Regions from separate parts of the Mus musculus genome. Here region 1 is linked to region 2. Evidence: chromatin contacts called from public HiChIP or PLAC-seq data. All regions are on one chromosome and are shown on one strand. The core of a region is the stretch at or near the end of the contact, and the rest is flanking DNA. Distances in the headings are between cores, read along the strand shown. Region 1 has its middle 8.6 kb from the start of Gm52919. Region 2 has its middle 66 kb from the start of Gm38404.

The links. HiChIP or PLAC-seq counts read pairs in DNA pulled down with a chosen protein or histone mark.
Region 1: an H3K27ac HiChIP or PLAC-seq map of thymic regulatory T cells shows a contact between it and region 2, with 1.8 times the contacts expected there. The contact joins two enhancer-like sites. A contact is called at or near these places in 1 of 15 datasets of contacts at CTCF or cohesin (large pre-B cells), 8 of 484 Hi-C or Micro-C datasets (CD4 T cells, CD8 T cells, LSK cells and 3 more), 5 of 115 datasets of contacts at active chromatin or transcription factors (CD8 T cells, bone marrow-derived macrophages, microglia and 1 more) and 2 of 9 other capture datasets (embryonic tail and embryonic trunk).

Annotation. Positions count from the first base shown.
Region 1 is chr6:127,326,129-127,333,322 of GRCm38.p6, reverse strand. No RefSeq gene overlaps it. Among named protein-coding and RNA genes, the nearest start is that of Gm52919, 8.6 kb to the right of the region's middle. Within about 2 kb of position 2,887, at least 227 of the 459 cell types and tissues checked have an H3K27ac peak or open chromatin away from gene starts, as enhancers often do. A contact at or near this core is called in CD8 T cells, bone marrow-derived macrophages, regulatory T cells and 1 more, where this site is marked.
Region 2 is chr6:127,238,621-127,245,738 of GRCm38.p6, reverse strand. No RefSeq gene overlaps it. Among named protein-coding and RNA genes, the nearest start is that of Gm38404, 66 kb to the left of the region's middle. Within about 2 kb of position 5,363, at least 87 of the 459 cell types and tissues checked have an H3K27ac peak or open chromatin away from gene starts, as enhancers often do. A contact at or near this core is called in CD8 T cells, bone marrow-derived macrophages, regulatory T cells and 1 more, where this site is marked.

The sequences.
Region 1 (7,194 bases), core at 1,638-4,137, 90 kb before region 2:
GGCTGGCCTTCTCAGCTCCTTATTTGTACAAGATCCTCCTGCCCCTGGTTTTTGTTGTTGTTGTTTTGTTTTTTGGTTTTTTTTTTTGTTTTTTTTTAAGATTTATTTATTTATTTATTTATTTAACATAAGTACACTGTAGCTGTCTTCAGACACACCAGAAGAAGGCATCAGATCTCATTACACGTGGTTGTGAGCCACCATATGATTGCTGGGATTTGAACCCAAGACCTTCGGAAGAGTAGTCAGTGCTCTTACCCGCTGAGCTATCTCACCAGCCCTTGGTTTGGTTTTATACACTGATGTGGTCACGCCTTGTGATTATATAATCACGTTTGTGATTATAGATGTACAGTTGGTTGGAGTTTAGTTGGACTGGTAAAAAGATGGGTTATACCAGTCTTTCCCACACTGGAGTGCAAGCTTTCTTTTATCTTATCAAGGATCTTGCTTTGTAGCCCCAGCTGGGTTTGAACTGAGTCCTCCTGCCTCAGCCTCCCACATGCTGAAATAATAGGTTTGTACCACCAGGCCTAGCTTGGATTATAAGCTTCTGAGGCCAAAGACCACAGCTCATTTTCTTCCCTATTGTAAGCTCATGTGCACAACACATGCCCTACCTAGCACATCAGTTGACCAAAGAGGGTGGGGGGATAGGTCAACCAACTCTTCATTGTAGGAAAGCTTTCAGGAAGACCAGATGCCGAGTGCTCTTTCTTCAACCAAGGGCCACCGCTCCTCACTCCCTTCTAATCAGGCTCCACTCAGCCAGCTGGTGGTATGGTGGAGCGGTGTGAGCAGGTCTGCATGTCTATGGGTACTTAGGGTCAGCTAGCTTCTAGATCCTGGCCAAGAGAATGGTACCCAGAAAAAGTCTCATGTCATGTATAGAACTTACTGCCCCGAGCACCCTTCTTTAGAAGGGTTGTTGCTAATCTAAAGGAACATTGGCAATATACTTGTTTGTTTGTTTGTTTGTTTTTGATTTTGATTTTTGAAACATGGTCTCATGTAACCCAGGCTGGCCCCAAACTAGCTATGATTTATGACACAAACACACACACACACACACACACACACACACACACACACACGGCATTGTGTGTTGAGGAATCCATCTTTTAGCCTAAGACAAAGATCAAGCTAAGCTTGCTTCAGTTTGGGCATGAAAAGAACAAATTATCCAGATGGACGACTTGCTTCAAGGGAGGCTCTGGATGGCGAGTGATCTCTAGGCTCTCAAGAAGGGCCTTGCTCTCCACAGAAGTTTGTTTACCTTTGGGTTGCTTGGCTTAGGTTAGATGTCCCATCATACTTGCAGAACGAATAAATGAATGGACCTTTTACCCATCTGGAAAGAACAAAGCTACCTTATCCACATGAGACAGGCTTATGTTTGAGCATTGATTTGTGACTCCCCTCAAGATACATTATTCAATAATCTAATTTTCTAACAGAAACGATGGAGCAGAGCCAGGTTCTAGCACCCTTTACCTCTACAACCAGGCTCTGCTTCTCAGACTTTTTCTTTTCTTTCTAAAAATAACTTCAATTTAATAATTATCACATGCTAGGAACTAAAGAGGTGCACAAAACAAACCAACAGTGGTTCCTATCCTGTCTAACAGAAGAAACTACAATTGTGGTTTGGGATGCCACATAAATGACAGCAACGGGACCTACAGAAAATTAAGGCACAGAGAGAATGGACCATTTCTGCAGAGACCTGGAAAACAGACAAGGGAAGAAACATGGTGTGTCTAAGTGATGGGGCAGGTGGTGCAAACGCTAGAGGCAAGCAGAGGGGATATGAAACTGTGCTGCACAGCTGGACAGAAGGGAGGCTGGAAGGGAAGAGAGGACCCTCTGTTTTGACTCAATGGCTAGATGCCATGTGCCAAATAAGAAAGCACTTGGGGGGTTCTGTGGGAAATCGGAACAGAGGGACTGGAATCAAACCTCAACGTTCCTTGCATACTCCAGATAAGAACCAGGCTTTGAGCCAGGGCCTGGGAAGAGGGCTGGCCTACATATCTCATTTTAGAGATGAGCAAACAGGACTGGGAGCTCTAGGTCTTCAGTGACACGCTTGCTTGGCCCGCAGGAGACCCTGGGTTTGATCCACAGCACTGCATAAAACCAAGTGTTAACTGTATAGTCCCACAATCCCAGCAACCGGGAGGTGGATCAGACATTTTAGGTCATCCTCAGTAGATTTAAGGCCAGCCTGGGACACACGAGACACTATCTCAAAAACAACCCCATACAACAAAAAAATGTATTTAGGTTGACAGAAGACAAGAGCTACGGTTGTGCCGGGCATAAAGGGCTCATGCCTGTAATCTTTCCTGCACTTCCACTCTAAAGGCTAGGGTAGAAAAAAAAGCCCTCACAAATTCTAGGCCTCCCTGAGCTGTAGGGTGAATTCTTTCTTGGCCAGCCAAGGCTAGGAGAGAACAGCCTTGTCTCAAATGAAGATGGCACGCTGATTCCTGGATCAGGCAGTGGCCAGGCCAGAACCCTTTCACTTCTTTGGGGTGATACCCTGGCCGGCTTGCCCTCTGCTGGGGTTCTGGTGGTGATGTCACGGAATGACTAATGGGAGCGGGACTTGCAAGCATCCTGATAGCAGAGGGGTCGCCCAGACCGGGGCCCCTGGAAGCGTGGGGCGGCAGCCCAGGAATGCACCCTAGCCTGCCTGAAGCCTGCACTCTCCCAGGCCCTACGGCGGGCTCCCGGGTAGGTGGCTCCGCCTTGGATCTTTTGCTTCCCTTAGCAGGCCTTACCTGCCTAAACAAACAGCCTGGGCCTCCCACCCGCTGCACGCCCGCCCCCGGGACAGGAAACAAGCGGTGACAGCTCCCGGCCCGCGCCTGCCGCCGACCCGCAGCCGGGTTAGCAACCCGGCGCCGCGGCGCTGCGATTGGCTGAGCGTGGCCCAAGAGGCGCCGCGCCGCTCCAATGGGCGGCCGCCGGAGGCCGCGGGGAGCGAGGTTTTACATGCCTGTGGTATTTGCTCAGAGGGGCATGACCACTTTGGGCAAGTCTTTAAATGTGAGTCAGCTTTCGGCTGATCCCTGGGAAAAATTCCTTCGGTGTTGTCAGGCAGGGTTCGCTAGCTGTAGCTTTTTTTTTTTTCCGCCCCCAACAATTCAAAAGGGATAATCCTACTGAATGGGGGAAGGCATTCGGACCCTGTCCGGGGTCCCCAACCAGAGGCCCCTTTAACTCTGAGGTGGGGCCCCTCCTCGAAGCTGATTTCTGCAGGGTCAGGACCCTAGCCCTCTTCCCCCCACCGCCCCCATCGCGTGCCCCATAGCGACTTCAGCATTGCACACAAGGGCCAGGGGGCACCCAGGCCTCAGGGGACGCAGCGCCATAAGACAGCAGGAAGGCTTGCTTCCCAGGGCTGCCTCTTGGCCCTCTCAGATTCCAGGCTTGGATCCAGCATAGGGGTGGTCACTTACCACCTCTCTAAGCTTAGATTCCTCTTTGGCAAAGCAAAAGACTTATGCTAGTTTGGTCTTTCCAGCTTGCTTGGGCAAGCCCTTTTTGCATTCTTGGCCTCAGTTTCCACGGAAGAGGGTCAAGTTGATGTGGAAGCGTCCCGAAGCATCCTTCCAGTTCTATTTGTGCCCCTCGGGAAGCCCACGAGCTTGGGGTTCACACAGCCCGGTTTCTCACTACACAACTGCGGAGAGACGCCACGTGTCATCTCAGAGACATCCAGCAGCCGGGTGTGAAGGGGGTGGGGGCCACCAAAAAAAAAAAAAAAAAAGGCTAAAGGCTGAAGGAAATAAGCAGGCACTTGAGGATTTACGTGTAATTTGGTTTTAAATGAACATCTTGTGCAGAAGAAGAGGCAATTTGGCACCTGCTGCTGGTGAGTTAATAGCTTAGGCACTTGGTAACGGCCACAATACTGCGAAGAGACCATTAGTGGATGTGGCATGTGGCAGAGCGTTATGGGCAGGGCTGCTAGCTTGGGAAGCCTCCCTCGGAAGACAAGGCAGGCGGCAGTGCTTTGCCTGCTTTAGGGGGCTTTAGTGGAGCCCTTAAAGCCTTGCATTTCATGGGAGCACAGGGTGCTTCTCTGTGTTACCAGCGTGGTTTGCCATAAAAAGCTCTGTTCTCTGCTGCTCATCGGCTGTGACCATGGGCAGGTCACTAGCCTGCCTTGGTCTCCTCTTCCCTAGCTGTAAAGATGTGTTAATCCCATTGCCTTCCTAACATCCCCTGACCTCCCCAAGCCCTGATCTCCATGATTAAATATATACACCATTACTTTAGAACTGCTGAACACCGGGGCTCTTTAGGCAGTTATTTATGTTGAAGTTTTTGTTTGTTTGCTTGTTACAATATTTATTTGTTTGTTTATTTATTTGAGATGCTGCTTATGGCAGCCAGAAGACAACTTTCTCTCTTTCCATCCTGTGATTTCTGGAACTGGAACTCAGGTCATCAGACTAGGTAGCCAGTGCCTTTACCACCCCCACTTCCCAAGTCATCTTTGCCAGCCCTTCAGCATTATTTTTAAGTAGATGGTGGTAACAAATTGTTCATCCCATTCTACAGATGGATAGAAATTGGGTGTCTGCTGCCCATCAGCTGAGACTGCCACAGAGCACTTGTTTGGTAACAAGGTTTCCATGTCGGCCTGGGAATCAGTATTGTTTCCTTCATTTCTTCACATTGGAGCTTGCCCTGCCTTGGCCCCCTCAGCTGGCCACCATTCCCCACCCCACCCCCATCTTCATGTCTCCACCTCAGCTAGCTCCTTCCAACATCCTCTGAGTCAAATGGATTGTGCTGCACCTTGGACAAGCTTGTAGACCTTGGTAAAGAAAATGAAGCCAAACCAGACGGGACAATTTCTTTCTCACCCCTTCAGATCTCCCTGCTTCTGTGAGGCATTTATTGAGGTAGGAGGAAAGGAACAAGCTGAAGGAAAGAAAGGGCCATAATCACAAAGGAAAGGGTTTTTTTTTTTTTAATTCCTTCTGCTGGGGAATTGGTTCAGTTGGACCCCGAGGAGGTCCTCAGCACCCTGGTAAAAAGCTAGCATTTGTAATTGCAGCACTAGGGAAGCTGAGACAGGAGGATGCCCAGAACTTGCTGGCCACCTTGACTAACCAAATCAATAAACTCCAGTTCAGTTCCTTGACTCAAAGAAAAAAAAATGAGATGGAAGAGAGCAATCGAGGAAGATGCCCAACATCAGTCGACCTTTGACCTCTGCATTCATCTACATGTTTTCATGCGCACTCACTCTCTTGTCTCTCCCTGTCTCTGTCTCATTCTCTCTCACACATGAGCAGGGCCATGCAGTCATTTTGTGCTACATTAAAAAAAAAGAAAGAAAGAAAGAAAGAAAGAAAGAAAGAAAGAAAGAAAGAAAGAAAGAAAGAAAGAATTCCTGAAGACCATGGAAACATAATGAAGTTTGGTTCTGCTGGGGCGCACAAAACAGCTCTCGGAGGGACCACATCTGCAATGCCCCACAAGGAAGGAAAGAGGTTTTCTGTTGCATGTGTAGGCTAGGAGGAACGACATGCACAGTAGTCAGGTGCCGGACGTGTCAACAGCTCAGTTGATTGGCCGAACTGAAGCTGCATGGGATGGTTGGTTGTGATAAAGATGTTGGAGCTCGTTCCTAGGGAGTGGAGAGCAGCTTGAATTGTTGGGGGAGATCAGCAGTGAAGAACATTGCCTTTCAGACTTCGGGTTTCAGAGTGAGAGTCATTAACACTGAAAGATGGAATAGGTGACCATAGAATGGAACAGAAGACCTCAAAGTACATGCATGCATATGCTTCACAAAATACATGTGCTTGTATGATTGTGCGTGTTCTAGATCATGATACAAAATGCATTTGCTGGAGTCTTGCCTAAAAATTGTCGGAAGCCTTTGCATATCTTTCAGGCTGAATCAGGAAGGATGGGTAGAGAGGAAACTATAGGAGGGTCATGCAAACAAGGCAGGGGACTTGGTCTCCTCCAGTGTCTGCGGCAGCCCCACACAGCCCTAGAGCGATCTGTGACACTGTAAGTTAAATATGATAGTCGTTTCCTACTAACCTGGCAGAACATAATGCTATTACTGTGGTCCAAATGTTAGGGTAGTGTGCTCATGGACTGCTAAGCATCATCCTGATGGATATGGGAGTAGCCATCCCTGCAGGTTGAGTACAGAGAGCCTTACATTCAAAGCCCAGAAAAAGGCTATTGTGTAACCTCTTATGACCAGTGTTGCCAGTGCCCTAACAGAGTTACCTCTAGGGGAGCTTTAGGGAAAACTGCAGATACTTCTTGCTCCAATGCAAACACAACTCTCCTGCTGGCTTCAGAAAAACTGGAGAGTGTCTGGCTACCACCTGCCCAGCCACATCCCTGGTGATTTAAAACTGTCTTTAAGAGTTTCCATTTGCCTTTCCTGGTAGCTTTAAATGCAACTGAAGCCTGTTTACTTGTCAGGCATAAGATGTTTGATTGGGGTTAGGTAAAGTCCTGGGGGGCTGGGGGGAGTGGCATGAGTTCCACCAGGGGAAGATTTCTTACAGTGAAGGAGTGTGTGCAGGTTGAAGAAAGGACATGGACAAGGTAGAGAAGAGAGAACACTTAGGCTCCAAAGAAAGGCGATGTGGGACAACATGGTTCAGATTGCTTCATTTGTAAGGTAACTGACACGTTTGATTCACATTGAGCACACCCACATTCTCCTTGCCTATCTATGCCCACACCCAGCCCCATGTATATAGTACAGATAGCTCCCAGTTCAGTTTACATAACCAGGGGCACAGCCTACAGCTACACCCCCAGAGCAAACATACCCACGCCTGCTCTTTGGACTCCACGGAAGTATACATCCTTCCTATAGGGGCTGGGATTTCTCCAGTTCTTTTGATTTTGACTGGTTCCTTGCCCATAAGATAAAGAGCAACTCACACAGTGAATAACGCTGTGTGGCAAAGCCCTGAGCTAGGCATCGTGCAGAGTCAACAAATTCTGATAATATTATCACTGTTTGTAGCTAAGACCTTGAGACAAGGATATGCATGTCCAAGTTCCTGTAGACTGTGATGCCACGCTCCATCTCTAAGACACCCCACTTTCTCCAGTTCCCCTCAGGAGCTGCTTTCCAGGAGAGCTTGGCATACCATCTGTGCCTCCTCCCATTCTGTCTCATGAACATCC
Region 2 (7,118 bases), core at 4,114-6,613:
ATTCTGTTTGGAGAATTGATCCAAGACATAAACAATAGCTAAATATCTGAGTGTGTATTATGTCAATTCTACAACGGCTTACTACCCTTCAAGTTAAAAACATGGAAATGCATTGGAAATGTAATTGAGGAAAATATGTAATAATAATAATAATAATAAAAACAAAACAAAAAACATGGAAATGGTCTGGAGCCCTGACTGCTCTCCTAGAGATCCTGAGTTCGATTCCCAGCAACCACATGGTGGCTCACAACCATCTGTAATGGGATCTGATGCCCTCTTCTGGTGTGTCTGCAGAGGATGACAGTGTATTCACATACATTAAACAAACAAACAGAACACACACACTCCCACAGCTGGGAGATGGCTCAGTGGAAGTAGGCTTGAGGCCCTATGTTCCATACCCAACATCACACATGAGAAACAAATGTCAACAAAAATACAGCTGTGGCCAGATATGGTGGCACAGGCCTCCCAGCAGTAGGGAGGCAGAGGCAGGTGTTGTGTATCTCTGTGAGTTTAAGGTGAGCCTGGTCTACACAGTGGGACTTTGTCTCAAAGAAGGAAGGGAGAGAGGGAGGGAGGGAGGGAGGGAGGGAGGGAGGGAGGGAGGGAGGGAGGGAGGGAGAGATTCCATTTTGTATGTATATTGATGTTTTGCCTACATGTATGTTTGTGCATAACATGCATGCAATGTTCAAAGGCCAGAAGAGTCATCAGGTGTCTTGGTACTATAGTTACAGGTGGTTGTGTGCCACAATGGGTGCTGGGAATCAAAGGATTCCACAGATTCAACACAATCCCCACCAAAATTCCAATGGCATTTTTTTTACAGGACTAGTCAAAACAACCCTAAAGTACACACAGAAACATAAAAGACTCCACATAACCAACAGAGTCTTCCACAGGAAGAACAACTCCTTTGTAACAAAGCAACATGTCTCTGGGATGGAAACAATCATGTAGCCCAGTAGAGGATTCAGAAATAAGCCAGCAGAACTGTGGACTCCCAATGTTTGTCAAAGGAGTCAAAAACATATCAAGGAAAAGTGAACTGCAGCTTCTTTAACAAGCAGAATCCTGGGGACTAGACCCCTCTTACCAAAGTGATTAATTTTGACAGGTACCATCCAGGAGCTGGGTGCCTGGACAGATTTCCTCTTTAATAAATAAAACAAAAAGAAAGCCAGCTGAACACTGGTAGTCCCTGTTCTCTGCTTCCTGGTTGGAGCTGTGGACCCAGCCATGCCCACTGCTGTGCTGTCCCCACAAAGAGGGAAGGTGATCCTTTGAACCGTGAGCCAAAGTAAATCCATCCGCTGTCACATTGCCTGTCCTCAGGCATTTGGTGACAAACACTCTGGCAGGCGTGTGTGAGGCTCTTCTTTCAATCTACCCTCAGAACAAGGAAGAGCTCCTGTTCTTGCACATACTCACACATATATCTCTACCCTCTAGCATGGCTGGCACCCACTCTCTTATCCCTCTGCGATTCTAGTTCCTTGCTCATTCGTGCACTCTGGTCCTTCCCACATCCCCGCACTCATGAAGGTTTTTAAATGAAGTAAGCCTGGCTGCTTGGATACCTTCTCTCCAATAACCCTGTCCTCTGGTCCTTCCCAGCTATCTGTTCCCATGGCTGGTTGTACAGTAGACTTTGTTGCTACCAGTAATCTCACCCCCCAACATATTCTCAGTCTCCTGTCATCCATTCCAAACTCCACCCTGTATCTTGCCAGTCTTCCTCTCCAGGCGCTCAATAATCCCACCAAATCTCCCTTTCCTGCCCCTTTTCCAGCTTTACTCATTGTTCAATTTATATCATTCATGATCTTCCCCTTGTAACCATCCTTAACGCCTTCTTCTCTTTTGCTTTAGGAAGATAAGATCTAGGAATCAAAAGGCAGACAGTGGGGATGTCCGGAGCCCAAAAGGAATAGTTGAGCATCCTCTGCTGCCTCTCAGAGCTGGGAAACGTGAATGCAGAGTGTGTTCCTTCAAGGATGGAGACTCACAAGCCTAGCACCAGGATTTATAAGGGCTTCACGTGGGCAATCCGTGTCTATGCGGAGTGGTTCTTTGTCCCTACATAATTCAGTAACTCAGGACATGTAGCCAAATGGTGAAGACACCTCACTGTACCCCTGATAGTCACACTTCTCAAAAGAAAGGAACCCGTAGGGTCACCATGATACTATCATATTAGAAGAAGCATTTCCTCCAGGACAGTCTTTGGCCAAGCTGCCCCCAAAGGAACCAGATCCCTGAGTTGGGATTCCTTGCCAGGTTTCTGGGACAAGAATGGCAAAATTCTTCACCAAAGGACATGGTCACTGGCTGTTGTGACAAACCCTGAGACCATCAAAGGTCACAGGTTCCTACATTCAGTTCTGGGAACTAGCTGCTGCTTTTGCCTCCCAACAGGCTCTGTGCATCTGCTTTCAGGGGGAATTTTGCTGGCAGTCCCCAGGTTTTCAGACACAGAATCATGATGTCTTGGTCAGACACACCAAAAAGACTGCTTTTACTAGACTAACCACACATTGTGACTTCATTTATAAGTCCTGAGAGGAGGGCTCAGTGGACGGCTTCACATTATACCTCTAACCCCATACTTCATGCTGTGTAAAATACGAGGTGTTTCCAAGTGAATGGACCTAGGATCAAATCCTGGTGTGAACTCCTACTTGCTATGAGACTGGGCAGGTTTCCTAAATCTGCTGAACCTGTTTTCTAAATTGTAGAATGGAACAGTGCTGTTGGTATATCCAAGTCTCCCTGGGATTTGAAGGACTGTACTTGGCCACTTGCCTGAAGGGTTATTAACACCATGATCTAGTTTGCCCACGTATGTAAGACACCGGAAGATGCCCTCTTGCTTTGTTCTGAAGTGGAAATGTTTGCCGACCTCTCATGACTTTCCCTGGAGCAGAAGATCTGGGTTCAAGTCTTCCTCACACTCAGTGGTGTTGGCCCTTGGCAGGTTACTCTTTATCTCTTGCCCTGAAACCCAGCAAGACACAGACATCCTAAGACAGTGGTTCTCAAGCTTCCTAACGCTGCAACCTGTTAATATGGTTCCTCATATTGTGGTGAGCACCCCCCCCCCCACCATAAAGTCATTCCATTGCTATTCATAACTGTAATTTTGCTATTGTTGTGAATTGTAATGTAAATATCTGGTGTGCAGGATATCTGATACGCAGCCTGTGTGAAAGGGTCTTTTGATCCCCAAAGGTTGAACCCCTCTGAGCATACTTTGGGGGCTGAAGATGGAGCTCCATGGTAAAGACTTGCCTGGCATGCTCAGGGACCTTGGCTTTCTCCCCAGCACATAAGCAAGCAAGCACGCTCCTGAGAGGCCTTCAGAGAGTCAAAGTAGAAGGGACTGCATGAAGGAGACGGTGCTTGTGGATTTGAAGTTAGAGAATGTCCCGGCACTCTTGAACTCAGCAGTATCAGGACCATTACCTCCCCTCCCCCACCCCCTGCATCTCTGAAGCTAAAGCCATCCACAAGCCTTCCCAAGGAGACCAGAAGAGAAGCTCAAAGAATGGGCTGGATGATCGCTCGAGGATCCTACGGCCACTCTATGCTCGGGGTCTCAGTCCTCTTAACGCACCCCCTCAGAGACCCTCCTAACGCACCCCCTCAGAGACCCTCCTAACACAATGCATCCCCTCAGACTGAGGCAAGTGAGAAGTTACACGGAGGGGAATTTCCACTTCACAAAATTCAAACAAGATTTTAAATAATCTTTCCTCCTTAAAGGTAGGGAAATCCACTGTGGGGGAAGCACCTGATATTAATTTCTCCAACTAGGTAGGCTTTACCTCGGGAGCCCACACAGCCCAGGGCCTGAGGGCAGCTGAGGCACAGCTCTCCCATGCGGCTTGGAGCACCTTTTACTTGCAGATCTGAGATAGCCTGCAGCTCAGCAGTTTCCACATTGGCAAATGGCAGATCAGCAAACCCCACCACCAAAACTATTGTATTTGCTTATTTTTGTTTCTCTCCGTTTCCTTCCCCGCCCCTTCTTCCCTTGCCTCAAACACTTCCCAGGTGTGTACCACATGCCTGTCACCTTGATGTAATAGATTTGTGGAAAAAGAGCTCGGCCACCTTGGCAGTGAAGAAGATGGTCATTTTACAAACTGAGGCAGGCAGGCACGGAAACTGGGAAGGATGGGAGGGGGTGGAAGGGTGGGCACAGAGGTGGGGGGGAGACACCCTGATACTTGAGCAGCAGATAGGGAAAAGCCATCAGCTTGACTCCTGTGCAGGAAGAATTCCTTCTGCTCCATTTTAAGACAATAGCAAAGGCAGCCTTGCAACCGGGCTTCACTCCCCAAAGAGAGCATCCTTGAAGGTAGCCTGCACTTCCTCCTGTGCCCACCTGGCTCATGGTCCTGACACCTGCAGAGCAGCTCCTACATGAGTGGTCTGTATGGGTTTTAATGTCCCCAGAGGCAGTCTCCTCACATAGTGCTGCTTGCTTTCCTGAAGTGTCGATTACTAGTCTTGTTAATGCTCTATAGCCAAGCCATGTGGGCTTTACAGTACTGACCAATTCCGAGGCTTTATGCTGTTACCTTCAGTGAGCAATTTTATGGCACGCGGCATTTTTAAGGAATGCACGTGTAATAGTAGATATAGTAGTGTAAACCCCCCGGTCTGAAGCAATGACTCCTGTCTTTATAGAAACGGCAGTATAGTCATACCCACGGGGTACCAGGTGGCAGTTAAAAACACAGAATCATGTGGAAAAAAGGCCTCAGTTCAGTCTAAGCGAGCACAAGGCAGTTGCAGAACTATGCATACAGTATGGTATTATTCACTGCGTGGGGAGGGGAAATGACCTTCCGAACAGTACCTTTGTTCTTTGCGACTCATGTAGTCTGCATGTCTGCAAGGGAAAGGGGACATGGTAACTGGTTCTCTCTGGGTGGGCGAGGAAAGGTAACCCCAGCACTCTACCCCTTACCTCTCAGTAGATGGTACCTGCTCTGGTCCCTCTGGCTCCTTTGCTATGCTAGAGCTCTGCCCTTAGAGATACTTCTCAACCCTAGGCTACGCTCTGCAAACTGGGACCCCAGAGCACACTTTTCTGCCGGTAGGGGCAGGGGTGGGATCTTCAGACTCCATTCTTCCAACAGGTGAGCCAGTTTGCACACTTACAGGTTAGGGGAGCAGGCCTGGGAGTCAAGGCAGAGAGGGTGATGCTCGGTGGTCCACGGACCATGAGGCAAGATCGATCGGCCCTGTGCCGCACGCACCCAGGTGGGCAGTTCTGTGAGTGCCGCAAGGCTTTGCCTACTTCATCCAGATTTAGAGGAAGGCCTGCTTTTGCATTGTTCGCATGTGTAGCAATGAACTAAAACAATGTAAAAGGAAGTCAGAGTTTGCCCTCCAGAAACTGAAACTAACAACTCTTTAATGGTGACTCTTGTTATGGCTTGTGGGGAGTGGGCTGAACGGGACAGCCCAGGGGGTAAAAAGGAGTCATAAGGGAAACAGGACACTCATTACTCTGACAGCTGTAAGGAACTTCCCAATTTTAAAGAAAGAAAGAAAGCACGTTTTGATGTCTGTGGGGGCTTTATAGACTGAGAATGGAATTCCCCGGAAGCAAAAGCCGTGGCCGTCAAAAGAATTTACAGCCCACTTCCACTCACGGATGGCCACTCACTGTCAGCCTCAGAGAAAGGTCCAGAAAAGTCCTGAGCAGGTCCTAATACATGGCTGGCTGGCTGAGCAGCCTTCAAAACTGACACTCGGGGGCCACAGAGCAGGGGATTTCCTGTGGGTGGAGTCCTGAGCCAGGGCCCTGGGTTATTCTGAGGTGTCCTCGGTTCCCCACCTTGATTCCAGGAACCCTGTCTGGGATTAGCAGAAAACTGGTATCATGTCCTCAGCTGTGTTCAGAAAAACTAGAGTGGAAGGGTGGGGGGACAGGCCACCTGGTGATCCACTGAAAGGGCCCAGATGCAGGAAAGAGGAAGCAAGAGAGATTGGCCACCTGGGTATACCTAAGGCAAGCTATCCCTAGGCACTGCTAACCACTCCAACCTAGGAATAAAATTAGGATGATATTTTTACCTCAGAGCAACTTCAAAAGGCTATTGTAAAAATAAAAATCTATATATGTATGAAAATGTCCAAAAATAATATTTTATCTAAATAAAGTAAACCAACTCAATTTCAAGGATCAAAGACCTTGGCATTCACTCCACCAATGATCTACTCATGACAAATAAAGATACTCTACAGCAAGGCTCTGGGGAAAATGCAAATTCAAATATCGGTGAGATACTAGCACACACCCATGCACAGCCAAGCTAGCTGGGCAGAGGTGGTCCACACCTTTAATCCCAGCACTAGGGAGACAGAAGCAGGCAGATATCTGTGGATTTGAGGCCTGCCTGGTCTACACAAGGTCCCAGGTCAGCCAGCACAACATAGAGAGACCCTGTCTCAATCAATTAATAGCAGTGATGATGACGATAATGACGATGATGGTGATCTTGTTGATGGTTTGGTATTACTCAAAGGTCTTGAAAACTTCTGTTCACATAAAAACTTGCACAAAGCTGGGGCATGCGGAGACAAATCAATTGGTGATGTGTGAAGACCTGAGCTTGAAACCCCAGCATCCATGTAAGAAGCCAGACAAGGTGATACGCTCTTGTAATCCCAGTGCTTGTAGCAGCAGAGACAGGCAGGTCCCTGGGGCTCCACAGGTGAGCCAGCCAAGCCAAGCTGCAAGTCCCAGGTCCCAGGTAGATGTCATCAAGAGTAACACCAGAGCTTACCTCAGGCTTCCATACACATCACACACACACACAAACACACACCTCACTTGCATTCAGGACCTCTGACCTCTGGGGCAGACCAACCAGTATACCAGTAAGCATGATAAAATACTATAATGGTATAGAAAAATTGCTGGTTAGTGAGGTAACCCAATCACAAAAGAAGTCACTTGATATTAGCCCAGAAACTTAGAATACCCAAAATACAATTTGCAAAACAGAAGAAAATAGCGGGGCGTGGTGGCGCACACCTTTAATCCCAGCACTTGGGAGGCAGAGGCAGGTGGATTTCTAAGTTCGAGGCCA